Linked DNA regions of Sus scrofa: region 1 is linked to region 2. Evidence: chromatin contacts called from public Hi-C data. All regions are on one chromosome and are shown on one strand. The core of a region is the stretch at or near the end of the contact, and the rest is flanking DNA. Distances in the headings are between cores, read along the strand shown. Region 1 holds the start of ANKRD34A (ankyrin repeat domain-containing protein 34A). Region 2 holds the start of ANKRD35 (ankyrin repeat domain-containing protein 35).

Region 1 (5,966 bases), core at 2,549-5,048, 64 kb after region 2:
CCGCCTGGGGAGGGGCGGGTAGCGAGGGCGCCCGACCTCCGGCTTGAGGGCGAATGTCGGGGATGGGGGGGTGAGGGCTGACATTGAGCGGGGGCAGGAAACCAGGCCTTGTTTGCGAGATGTGGTCCAGGAGCAACGTCCCTGAGCCCCTCCGCTCCAGCAGCCCCGGACTCCGCCTCCGCCCGCTCAGTGGAGATACGGCCCCTGGCAGACTCTCCTGGGACTGGCGCGGCGAGGAAACCGAGCCGGCTAGAGGGAGGGTCAGCGGGGAGGCGCTGTATCGGCGGCGCTCCAGGGACGGGCGGCTGCACTCGGGCGAGTCGGGACAAAGATTTCCGGAGGTATCGAGCTCCACCGGCTCCATGCGGCTCAGTTTCTGCCTCAGCCCTGAAGGGGGGCCGGACTCGTGAGCTTCTGGCGCAGTGTTTCGGCGAGAGAGAGGACCCCCACCAGTCACTTTCTCCGCCCACGGGGGCGGGTCCTCTGGGCCTTCAGTGCTGTGACGTCTGGAAAGACGCGGTCGACCTGTCAGGGTCAGACCGTTGAATTCGGCGGTCAGGCGCTCGATCCCCGGCCTCCCCTCGGCTGGCGGGACTGGTTGAGGAGGGGCCACTAGGCCCCAGGGCTCCGAATTGAGCCTTTTGAGTGGTTTTGGAGGATGACGTGGTGGTTTGGGGAGTGGCTCAGAAGGGGAGGGGTCATCGGGGGGCTTAGGGAGAGGGAATTCAAACACGTCCCGCTTCTCCTCTTCTTCCTGGGCACGAGGGGACAACAACCCCCGTGCTCCTCCTCCTGCAGTCTGCAGTTGGATTTCCGAAGGCGACGTGCAGATCCCCGGGCTAGGAGGAGCGGGAGCCGGGTCCTCCACCCCCGGGGACGGTGGGGAATTGAGATACTGTCGGGTCTTCTTGGTGCCTGAAGGCGAGGTGTCGGTGGTGATGATGATGACCTCTGTGCCCTTGGCCTTACAGGCGTCCAGCAGCGTGGCAAGGGTTTCGCGATCCCCGCGGTCCAGGGCATGGACAAGCGCCGAGGCGCCAGCGTGATCTCGAACTGAGGGGTCTGCGCCGTGGGCAAGGAGCAGAGAGGCCACCGCGGCGCCCCCACCGCCGGCACAAGCGTGCATGAGCGCGGTGCGCCCTAGGCGATCTGCGATGTTGGGGTCCGCGCCTTGCTCCAGAAGGTAGCGTACCATGCGCGCCTTGTTCTGGGGGTCGTCGTAGCGGGCCCGACAGGCCGCCATTAGCGCAGTCTCCCCTTGGGCATCACCCTCATTCACATAGGCGCCCCCCTCCAGAAGCAAACGGGCCAATCGTAGCTTACCCTGACCCACGGCCCGAAGAAGAGCGTGGCCCTCGGTATGCAGCATAGCTGCCGCTGGGGCGAAAGCACCGATGGAGCCGGGACTGGGACCTGCCGAGGATAGCTAAGGGCGTGTGGGTGATGGCTGGCAGAGGCCTGAGGGCTCAGTGGCGAAGCCAATCCCTGCAAAAAAGAGAAAGATCTTATTGACTGATTCAGGCAGGGAAACTGAGGCACGGGTTGAAGGACCGGCATGGGGCGGGGGAGAGCTCCACGTCATGGCACACAGTCCTTCTAACTCATGCCTTTGAGCCACCCCCATCCCCCCAGCGCATGCCTGAGGAGGTGGGAAGGGTGCACCCGCATTGAAGGATGAGCGCGCGTGCAAATGCGTACGTGCACGCGCAGGGATATCCGCACCCCCACCCTCACCCCACGGCTTATCAGACCTTTCCAGCATCCCCCTTTTCTTATCCGCACTTGGAATCCCCCTTTCTAGGATGCTGAACGCCACCCACCCACACACATGCACCCATACATTCACACACACAGTCCCATTCCTAACCTCTTTTAGGTTGCCACAGCCCCATAAATTGAATGGGGGGAGGGAGGCAGCTTGCGTTTGGGACCTAAAACGGGTAGGGGGAGAAGTGGGGGGTTCTTTTGCCCCTGCTATGTTCCCCATCACTCCTTGCTCTTTCCCCTCCCAGGCAGTTCACCCAAATAGATACCTGTATGTCCGCAGAATCTCCACCGGGCCAAGACTGAGGCCAGGGCCACGGGGCAGCTGGGGTGGCGGAGCTTGGTTCCAGGGGTCCCACATGGCGTGGTGGTGGTGGGGGGTGGACCCGGATTCCCTTGGTGTCAGTATCTGCGCCCGGGCACAGAAGCCTGGTCCCTCCTCCCAGTGCGCCCCGGGCACAGCGCCGGCTCCGGAGGAGAGAAGCTGGGGGGGGGGGGGGGCGGAGCTCTGCCTCGCTATTTATATCCCAGTCTCTGCGGGTGGGGGCGTCGGGCACCAAACCGTTACCCCACCCAGGCACATATAAACCCTCAAAAGCTAGAGGCTCCAATCCTGACTTCCCCTGCTTAGACGACCTCCCCTCAGCCACAACAAACCTAAGTGTTCCTTGGGAGTCTCCTCCGCGACCTAGACTGGGGACCATCCCAATTCTTCGTTGAGCTTCAGCAGATCCCTATTCTCGGAGCTTGGTGTATTGATGTGCGCCTGTGCACCAGACCTGATCTGCCACACAAGGCACATGGCACACTGTGCAGAAAGGTAGAGAGAGGCGATGGGGGTCCACAGCCAGAGTCCTTACTGTGCTGAGAGAGGCAAGAGCTCTGGCTGCCTTCTCCTAGTTTAAATGTCAGGGGGAACTGGAGTCAGACACAGCGATAGATCTTCATTCCACCTCCCAAAAATGGAACATGGAGCACAGATAAACTTGGACCTCAGCTCCCTGTACAGACCTTAGATAAGTATGAGGAGGCTGGGTGTTTGGGGTCATTTTTAGATATGGCGAGGGGCATCCTCAGGTGCCTCCTCATATTCTTGGAGGGATTGGGGGAGAAGAGAAATAGAAAAGGGGCAGAGAAGAGTGAACCTTGTAACACATCCTCTCTCATTGCATCTCTTTACTCTCAGTCTTTCTTAGACTCATTATTTTTCCATCTTACTTGAAGGTCTCTGAGTCGCTTCTTAAAGTCTTCTTTCTCCCTGTCTGTAGCAGTCCTTTTCTCACACTGTCTGTCTCTGCCTTCTCCTCACCACCTGCCCTGTCTCCATGGTTACCACAGCTTCCATCTGCATATTTTAGGAATGAGTTTGTGTCCAGCTGGAAGGCATCAGGGGGAGTGGGGAGGGGTTGAAGAAAAAATCCTAAGGGTTTGATTAACTCACATGAAATAATTCAGAGGCTGGAGGCCACTAGATACAAGATACTGAAAACAATGTTCCTGGAGAAGGGGGAAAGAGAGATATTTGCAGGAAAGCTACCCATTTTTACTAGCTACCATTTATTGGACACCAGCTATGTGCCAAGTACTTTATATACATTACCTCCAAACCTCACGACAACACTATAAGGTAGGAATTAACTTCTTGCTATGGATGAAGAAACTGAAACAGCAAATTTAAGCAAATTCACCAAAGCCTCAGAGCTCTGTTTCGGGTCAATTCCAAAGACCAGGTGCTTGACAGTCCACCTACAGCTTTCCTACTCCACAGGCTTCTCTCCCAGGGCTATTTTCTCTGACATCTAGGTTATTATTCTTGACTAGATTCTATCTCTACTCTGAACTCTCTCTGTTTCTGGGGGTGGGTGTGTGTGTAAGTGGGGCTCCTCCTCCCACTGTGCCCCATTTTACCAGAGGAGCTGGAAGGCAGTGGGAAATGCAGGAAACACTAGGCACCTGCCCAGCTTCCTCAGCTCTGATTATCTGATTCCTAATCCTTTCCTCCCTAAACCCTCTTTGCATCTTCTCACAGACATGGCAGCAACTTAAAGAATTTTTTTTTTTTTTATAAAGAAAAGACGTATTCATTGGTGGTACTGGAGAGAAGCAGTGCAGGACTGAAGGGAAGGCTGGAGTAATGGAGGAGTGGCCAAATGTGAAGACAGAGTCACCGAAGGACTGATCCTAAGGAGCAGGTTTCATAGAAGTTCATTTCTGTGGAAGCTCCCTCAACAGAGTGCTTTGGTGAGATCCGAGTGTCGGGTTCCCTCTGTGCACTCCCGCTAGCCGAGGGGTTCTCCATCTGAAATAAGGTCTGAAATGACTGACCCCAAGGTGATTCTTCCAGCGCGTGGAGAACTCACCCAAGCCTGAGTTCCAGCTAACTCCCTCCCTCCTTCCCCTCCGAGGCTTCAAGTGGGCGGGCCTCCCTCCCCGGCTTCTCCTAGATTGGTCAGGAGAACCCACCAATGGGGAGCTCTGGGAGGCGGACCTAGAACGCCACCAGATTGAGGAAGACAAGCAAATTTCAAGTTGGCTGCGGCGTGGGCTCCGTGGGGAAGGGGCAGCAGGTAAGGCTTCGACTTGGTGGCTCTGACCTGGTTCGGTCTCACACCTCCCAAACGAGTTCACTAGGTCAAGCTGCTAGATAGATAGACAACGTTTTCCGGCAGCCTGTTGGATCAGCCCCCTTCTAGTTCCCTACCCTTTTCCTCTGGGCTCCCATTACTAGGTTGATTGTATACCAGAGAACCATAGTTTTCTTTTGCGCAAAGGGGAGGTATATTAAAGCAGAAAGTGAAAGACTTGCTCTGGCGCCTCTCTTTGCCCTGGTATCAGGCTTTCCCTGAGTCTATGAATATTATTCCCCTAAGAGCCTGACAAACTCCTGTTATCTGTCAAGACTCTGATGAAATATTACTTCCTACCTGTAGCTTTCCTGGACTACCTTTTTTTTGTAGAATTAATTGTTCCCCAGTCTGACGACAGCATTTTATGCACACTTCTACTGGAGTACTTGTGCCCTCTTCGTTTTTAGCATTTTTGTTCTTCTTAGAATCTAAGGTTTCGGAGTTTGAGTCATGGCTTCGCAGTTATGAACCCAACTAGTATCCATGAGGAGGTGGGTACGATCCATGGCTTTGCTCAGTGGGTTAAGGATCAGGCGTTGCTGTGAGCTGTGGTGTAGGTTGCAGATGAGGCTTGTATTCCACAGTGTTGCTGTAGCTTTGGCAATAGGCCGGCAGCTGCAGCTCTGATTCAACCCCTAACCTGGGAACTTCCATATGCTGCAAGTGCAGCCCTAAAAAGCAAAAAAAAAAAAAAAAAAAAAAAAAAGAATATAAGTTTTTGTAGGGCAGGTTCTATACTTAATCCACAGTGCCAAATAAAACTTAATTGGATGGAACTGATTGGGGAGGAAGCATTTAAAGCCCTGAGATGATTAGGGAACAATTAATAAAAGACAATAAAATACAATACAGTATATAATTATGACCTCTTAAATTAGTGGTTCATAATAATAGCTCCCACAGTCCTGAGAAGGGAGAAAACCAAGAGGACTGGGACTGTGAGGGGAGGCTGTAGGAATCTCAAGGTCTAAAGCCTGGAACAGCCCTTAGAAATCACATTTTCTTTCATTTATTGAGCATCTAATATATGTTAGACACGATACTAGACAATGGGGATCTTAGTGAATCCTCTGCAGTAGCCATTCATCCTTCCTCTGATAAACCATATTTAGTAAATTGTTATTCAGCTTTGATTTATCTACCAAAAGAACTTCTGATCTCACTTTTTTTGGTTTTGTTTTTTTTTTTACCTATTTCTTGGGCCGCTCTCGCCGCATATGGAGGTTCCCAGGCTAGGGGTTGAATCGGAGCTGCAGCCACCGGCCTACGGCCTAGGCCAGAGCCACAGCAATGCGGGATCCGAGCCGGGTCTGCAACCTACACCAGAGCTCACGGCAACGCCGTATCGTTAACCCACTGAGCAAGGGCAGGGACCGAACCCGCAACCTCATGGTTTCTAGTCGGATTCGTTAACCACTGCGCCACGACGGGAACTCCTGATCTCACCTTGTAGTTGGTTCCATTTCTTTGGATATTTGTTCTTCAATCAATATCCAACAAGTAAAACATGAAATAGGAGTTCCCTGGTGGGTTAAGGATCCAACATTGTCACTGCTGTGGTGTGGGTTATTGTCG
Region 2 (6,474 bases), core at 3,352-5,851:
TGGTCAGGAAGGCTGTCACACTATTGCTCTGACAAACTGGTCTAGAGTGGTTAGCCACCCAGGGAGTGGAAGAATTTATCATGACAAGTATGGGTAAGTTTCATGAGGAAACAATTCATAGCTGAAGCTGGTCTGTTTTCAAGCTTATTGGATTCCCACCCTGACTAAGAAAACAGTTTTCTTTCCAGTCATGTAGTTCTAAATCCACCTAATTTACTACCTATAATCTTGTTATACTAAGAAGAGTTTCGAATGAGTAGAAATTCTCCATGGCCATGGGAGTTCCCATCATGGCTCAGTGGAAATGAATCCAACTGGCATCCATGAGGATATGGGTTCAATCCCTGGCCTCGTTCAGTGGGTCAGGGATCTGGCATTACTATGAGCTGTGGTGTAGGTTGCAGGTGCAGCTCAGATCCCGCGTTGCTGTGGCTGTGGTATAGGCCGGCAGCTGAAGCTCCGATTTGACCCCTAGCCTGGGAACTTCCCTACATCGAGGGTTTGGCCCAAAAAGAAAAAAAAGAAAAAGAAAGAAAAAAAAGAAGAAAGAAAGAAATTCTTCATGGCCAAACATCTGTGGAGCTGGAGTGAAGGACAGAGGGATGTTTTCAAATTCCAACATTCTGCTCATTGTTCACCCCAGCATCTTGGAAAGGAAGCACCAACCAATGACTGGAGAACCAGAAAGAATGAAATAGTTTCCTCATTCCTAAGGAGCAGGCAGACTACACAGACCTGAAAGGAAAGGGCACTGTGGAGGACTTTAAGGAACTAAGGAAGAGTCCACATAAATAAGAAAATCATTATGAGTTAAAACACCCTGAGTAGCCTCAGTTTCTGGTACCTATAGTAGTCATTCAGTAAATGCCTTTTGATTGGTTGATTAATCTGTGGAAACTAAGTGGGGAAGCAAACATAAGAGACACAAGAACAGGCCTCAACAGAGTTCCTGCTCTTTGCCTCATAGCTCATTTCCAGGCTTCTGTGGCCTGCACATGCAGAGTGAGCTGCTCATTTCTCCTTTTCGCTTAATGAATGACACCACTAAGTCAAGTTAGGCTAAACAATATTACTATAGGCAGTTGGCTACTTCACTTCTAAATGAGCCATCGTCCCAGTCTCAACTCATCGGAGGTCCAGTCATGACTCAACAGTAATGAAACTGACTAATACCCATGAGGATGCAGGTTCAATCCCTGCCCTCACTCATTGGGTTAAGGATATGGCATTGCCGCAAGCTGTGGTATAGGTCACAGCTTCGGTTCAGATGTCAAGTTGTGGTTGTGGTGTAGGCCAGTAGCTCTAGCTCCGCTTCAACCCCTAGCCTGGGAACTTCCATATGCTGCGGGTATGGCCCTAAAAAGGAAAAAAAAAAATTTCATGCCCAGAGAGAGGGTCTCTCTATAAGAGATCTTCAGAAGAAGAAGCTACTTAGCCACTCCCTTCTGTAGTCTTCTTCCCTGTGTTTTATTCTGGGAGACCATGGGGAGGAGAGTGACTTCTACTGACTTTATCCTCTTCCCCTCTCACCGTCACCACTCCCCAGTTCAGTCAAAGAAAGCAGGGAGTACAAGCCCTAAACAACTGGGGGAGAATTCAGAATGAAGGAAGATTCTGGGGAGAAGCAGGCAGAAGGCTTGAATGGCCCAAGAACCAGTCTGATGACCAGGCACTGCAGTGAACTGGCCAGAGTGGATTCTGCAGACAATTTACCCATTCCTTGGGGAGCAGCCAGGCCACTGTGCCTCCTCTGGCAGTGCTTGTCAGGCTGGCTAGGCCAGACTGCAGGATTAACCCACAGAGAGCAAGCAGAAGGGAGTCAGGGCAAAGGGGGAAAAGTGGAATTGAACAACCACTGGACAGAGAAGGGCAGAGGTTGAAGAGGGGGAACAGGAGAAGACTGCTGCTTGGAAAGAGGTTTGGCGTGATATCTGAGAGTCAGTGGTGGTAATGAAAGGAATGGGAGTGGAAGTGGCATGGGGTGAGATGGGGCAAGGACAGAGAAGACTCTATGAAGAAAGACTAGGGGAAGGCACGGGGCTGGAAGTACTTGCTGGATGGAGAGGAAACAGCAGAGAGGGCCAGATGGGAGAGCAGGGTTGTAAAGACAGTCCAGGGCTGGAAAATGGGGTGATGGGGCAGTACTTGGGAGACAGAAAGGCTGTTGGGGCTGAGCAGGGGCTGGTGCTAGGACAGATGACTGAGGGTAGTTCAGCACTGGGAAACAGCAGTAGAGAACAGAGCCTTCAGGAAGGGGTAGGGGCTGCTGGAAACATATCAGAAGTTGGGGGTGTAGATGCTAGGAGGACAAGAAAGAACCAAGGCAAAGGACCTTGGGGAAGGCAGAGGTTAGGAAGGCAAGTCAGAGGCTGCGGGACAGTCTTGAGGAAGGCAGGGCTGGAGGGCTGCATTGCGGGAGTGGAAGAGCTGGAAAAACCAATAAACAGAAAGGGCGATGGTGCCTGGAGATCTCGGGACTCAGGACTTTTGTCACCACAGGTGATGGACCCCAGCCCCATGCCCACCCTCCCAAACATTTTTGCACATACCGCCACCTGTGAGCTGGAGCAGGAGAAGATGCGCTTCATGGCCGAGGCCTCGGCCACGGGGGGACGGGGACGCGCGGAGAGCCGGGCCACAGGTTTCCGGAACCCACCGGACTTGGCTGCGGCTGTGTAAAAGAGCTGTCAAAAGCAGACCTGGACCCGCCCCAGGACCCGCCCCAGGATCCACCCCATTCAATCAGAGACAAGAACTCAAGGGCTGGGTTTAAAACTCCGCCCCAGCCCCAGCCCCACTCCACTGCTACGGAGGCAAAAAGCCCGCAGTCTGAGGCTGCATCGTGGGCTAGGTCTCAAACCTCCCCATCCTAAACCGAACCCGCCCCCAGCTCCCACCAGCTCAACAGGCGAACAGACCCAACGGCCTCAACGGCCTCCTACTAAAATCCTCCCCCTCGCGCCCCGCCCCTGCCCGCCGTTCCAGCCTGTGGCTCCGCCCCAAGCACCGCCCCTGAGCACCGCTCCAGCCCCGCCCCTTCGGCGCCGCTCAGGAGGCAGGCATGTCTCCCCGTACGGTGGGATCTTACCAACTGCCGCTTTTAACCACTGGTGACGATGTTTTTATTATATCCAGAGACCTTTGCCAATTTAGTTACCTCTGTTTCCTCCCCCTGTTTCATGACCAAAAACCTAGGCACAAAAAAGGATTTGGAGAGAGCAGTTTGGAAACGGGAGATGGTAGTGAGGAGCAAAGATTGAGCGCGGATGATGCATAACCCACAGCAACGTGGAGAAAGGGGACCAGGCTTAATAGCCTAACACACCTCTTAAGTTAGAAAAGGGCAGAGAGGGAGGAGAGACTTCTTGTTTTAAGCATCCCCTTACACACAAACTCACAAAACTGTCCTATTTCCATTACTCTTTAAATTCAGATTCTCAGCAATTCTTGCTTGAAGAGTCACTGCAGGCTAGTGGTCTCCTCGCCTTTCTTTTCCTCTTTTCCTCCCTTCAGCCGGAGAGCACACTGAAATGCATATGAAAGCCTACTGGATAAAGTTCAAAGTTCTTAATGTGGTTTACGAGGATCATCAGGAGCTGCACCCTGCTTTCTCAAGTCTCATCTTTCACAAATAGCCTAATGCTCAGGCTGTTCTACTATGCTTCCCTTCCTGAGGTGATAATCCTCCCTGGCATGCCTTCTCTCACACTTGGTGGCCCCTCAAGCCAAATGTTTTTGTTTTTGTTTTTTCCTGTAAAGTTTTCTCTTAAAATTCTGCAACCCCCACCAAAAAAAGAGGTGTGCCTCTTGTGTGCAACAAGCTTCTAATACTTAGTGCTATGTGGTCTAGCAACCAGGTCTCTGTATTTGCAATTATTTGTTTACATGTTTGCTTCTAGATTGGGCTCTTTGATGGTAGGAGTTACATTTTATACTATTCTCATTGCCTAGCACATATTAAGTGTAATGTCTGATGAGTGAATGAACAAAGGAGCAACAATGAGAAGAAAGCAACACTTGTATGTCTCAGGAGAGCCTGTTGTTTCTACAGTTGCTTCTCAAATTGACTCTGCTTCAAAGGAACAGGTAACGGGCTTATTGAACAGGTAACATGTTGGGGTTAGAGAAAGTCCCATTCTGGAGCTGAGGGATAGAGAGGAGAGGGATCTCAAGTGGAGAAAAATATTAAAGGTGCTCTTTTAATCATGTGGAGAGAGAATTAGATGAACCAGTATTCAAGGAAATCTATCTCTTCTTGAGGGCTGACTGGGGGATTCAGAGGAGAAATCTGTCAAAATAACCATGGCCTCAGTCCCCACTCCAGAAACCATATGTTCTATTAAGGCTGTTCAAACAGTGGCCTATATGAAGTGTACTGAGTGCCACTATGGACTCCTCCTGCCACAAAATAACTCACCAGCTTATCACAGGATGGTTGCCCCTGCCTAACAGGCCAAACAGGCCACCATTCTCAGGGTGAGGTAATAGAGGCAGAGACATGGTCTCTAGAAGGCCAATGCTTAAGTACACATGTTCCTCGAGGGCACTAGAAGAATCCTAGGTGTCTAAAGAAATTCAATAAATTTTCTTCCTTCCTTTCTTTTTCTTTCTTTCTCTTTAGGGCACACCTATGACATGTGGAAGGTCCTGGGAATTGGAGCTGCAGCTGCAGGCCTACACCATAACCACAGCAATGCCGGATCCAAGCTGCAACTGTGACCCATGCAACAGCTTACAGCTTGCAGCAATGCTGGATCCTTAACCCACTAGGCAAGGCCAGGGATCGAACTCACATCCTCACAGACACTATGTCAGGTTCTTAACCTGCTAAGCTACAAGAGGAACTCCTAGGTTTGAGTTCTACCATTAGAACCTTAAGCTAGTTAACTTAATTATCACCTTAGTGGGCATGAGGCTTGTTTCAAAGGCCTCATGAGACACAGGATAAGATTTAGTGGGAGAAGAAAATAACACACAGAAGAAACAAATCTTCAGGGTCTGTAAAGAGCAGGTACGTAAGTCACCAGATCAGAAGCACCATCTGGTGCTTCAATTTACCTTCCCAATCCCCAGAACACAGGGTACATAAAGGTAGATTATAACAAAAGTTTTGTTACAATAGTTACCATTTATTGACTATTCTATGTTCACTTTACCTGAATTATCTCCTTGAGTTTGCACAACCCTAATAAGTTCAAAGTCAAGAAAACCAAGACCTAGAGAAGTTAAATCTGTTCTAGATCAAACAGGTTTTAAGTGATACAGCTTCAATTTAAACTCAAATATGTCTTCATCTTTTTTTTTTTTTTTTTTTTTTTTTTTGGTCTTTTAGGACCATACTTGCAGCATATGGAGGTTCCCAGGCCATGGGTCTAATTGGAGCTGTAGCTACTGGCCTACACCACAGCCACAGCAACACCAGATCCGAGCTGCATCTGCGACCTACACCACAGCTCATGGCAATGCTGGATCCTTAACCCATTGATCGAGGCCAGGGATTGAACCCTCATCTTCATAGAGGCTAGTCAGGTTCGCTAACTGCTGAGCCACGATGAGAACTCCTGTCGTCATTCTTAACCACTGCTCTACACAGCTTCTTACTGTTATCTCAGCCTCAGTGTAGTTATGACTTGCCCAAAGTCACACAGCTCATAAATGGCAGACCTGGGATTTCGATCTTGGCCTATATGCTTACCATACCTACACATTTTACACTCTATGCTCACTTAAGGAGGCTAAAGCACATCTCCAGTGGAAGAGTCACAGAAAACATGTCAAATACTTCATAGCTTTGCCTTCCAGGAACTCAACTGCATAAGGTTTCAGGTGAACCAAGACTCCATCTCTTGCTGTTTGTGACCAGTCTATATCCCAGGGAACTCAAATAGAGCCAGGAGTCATTTGATACTGAATTGTATTTGTTCTGGCCATCTAATATACTGTCCACCCTGCTAGGAAACAGACGACGCCATATGCAAAAGTCCAGAGACATGCCAAAGTAAACACTGCGACCAGATCTTAAGAATAGCCCTGGAGGACAGGATCTGTGGCTGCTCATCAACTGCCCAATCAGACTCCCTCTCTTCTCAGCTCTAAACGGGTCCTGATTCTTCAAATGGCTATCAGAGCTGCCCTCTAGAAACCAATAACTGACTTTGGTATCCAAAGTCTTGATTACAAATTACTATAAGTTACCCATTTGTGGTTGAGAATGTAATTCTCTTTACTGGCCATGACCAAAAAAAATGGGAGTCAGGGGGTGGGGTGAACCAGAGATAGTAATCAACTTGGGAATTTCCAGTACATATCAGGCAAGGACTGGCAAACTGATTCTACCAGAGAAGCCCTACAAGTTATAACTGGAGATGCCCCAGAAACATTTTCTAGGAGCTACTTGTGCTACACAACCAGTGCCAATCAAATAAGGGCTTGCTTCCCAGAGACCTCCTGCCACCCACTTCGGCTTCTTCCTTA

The links. A called contact is a pair of places that touch in the nucleus more often than the background predicts.
Region 1: a Hi-C map of mesenteric adipose tissue shows a contact between it and region 2, with 1.6 times the contacts expected there. The contact joins the promoter of ANKRD34A here to the promoter of ANKRD35 in region 2. A contact is called at or near these places in 2 of 5 promoter capture datasets (fetal skeletal muscle and liver), 10 of 47 Hi-C or Micro-C datasets (embryonic fibroblasts, epiblast stem cells, fetal skeletal muscle and 6 more) and 2 of 2 datasets of contacts at active chromatin or transcription factors (alveolar macrophages and skeletal muscle).

What each region holds. Positions count from the first base shown.
Region 1 is chr4:99,375,387-99,381,352 of Sscrofa11.1, reverse strand. It overlaps ANKRD34A (ankyrin repeat domain-containing protein 34A), which reads right to left and starts at 3,798. Exons shown (of 4, transcript XM_021089938.1): 1 at 2,422-3,798; 2 at 2,034-2,248; 3 at 1,868-1,931; 4 at 1-1,485. The coding sequence starts at 1,369. It overlaps POLR3GL (DNA-directed RNA polymerase III subunit RPC7-like), which reads left to right and starts at 1,054. Exons shown (of 10, transcript XR_002343450.1): 1 at 1,054-1,183; 2 at 3,835-4,005.
Region 2 is chr4:99,439,391-99,445,864 of Sscrofa11.1, reverse strand. It overlaps ANKRD35 (ankyrin repeat domain-containing protein 35), which reads right to left and starts at 4,601. Exons shown (of 15, transcript XM_021089942.1): 1 at 3,089-4,601; 2 at 2,550-2,671. The coding sequence starts at 2,588. ITGA10 (integrin alpha-10) reads right to left here. Exons shown (of 30, transcript XM_021089939.1): 30 at 5,109-6,474.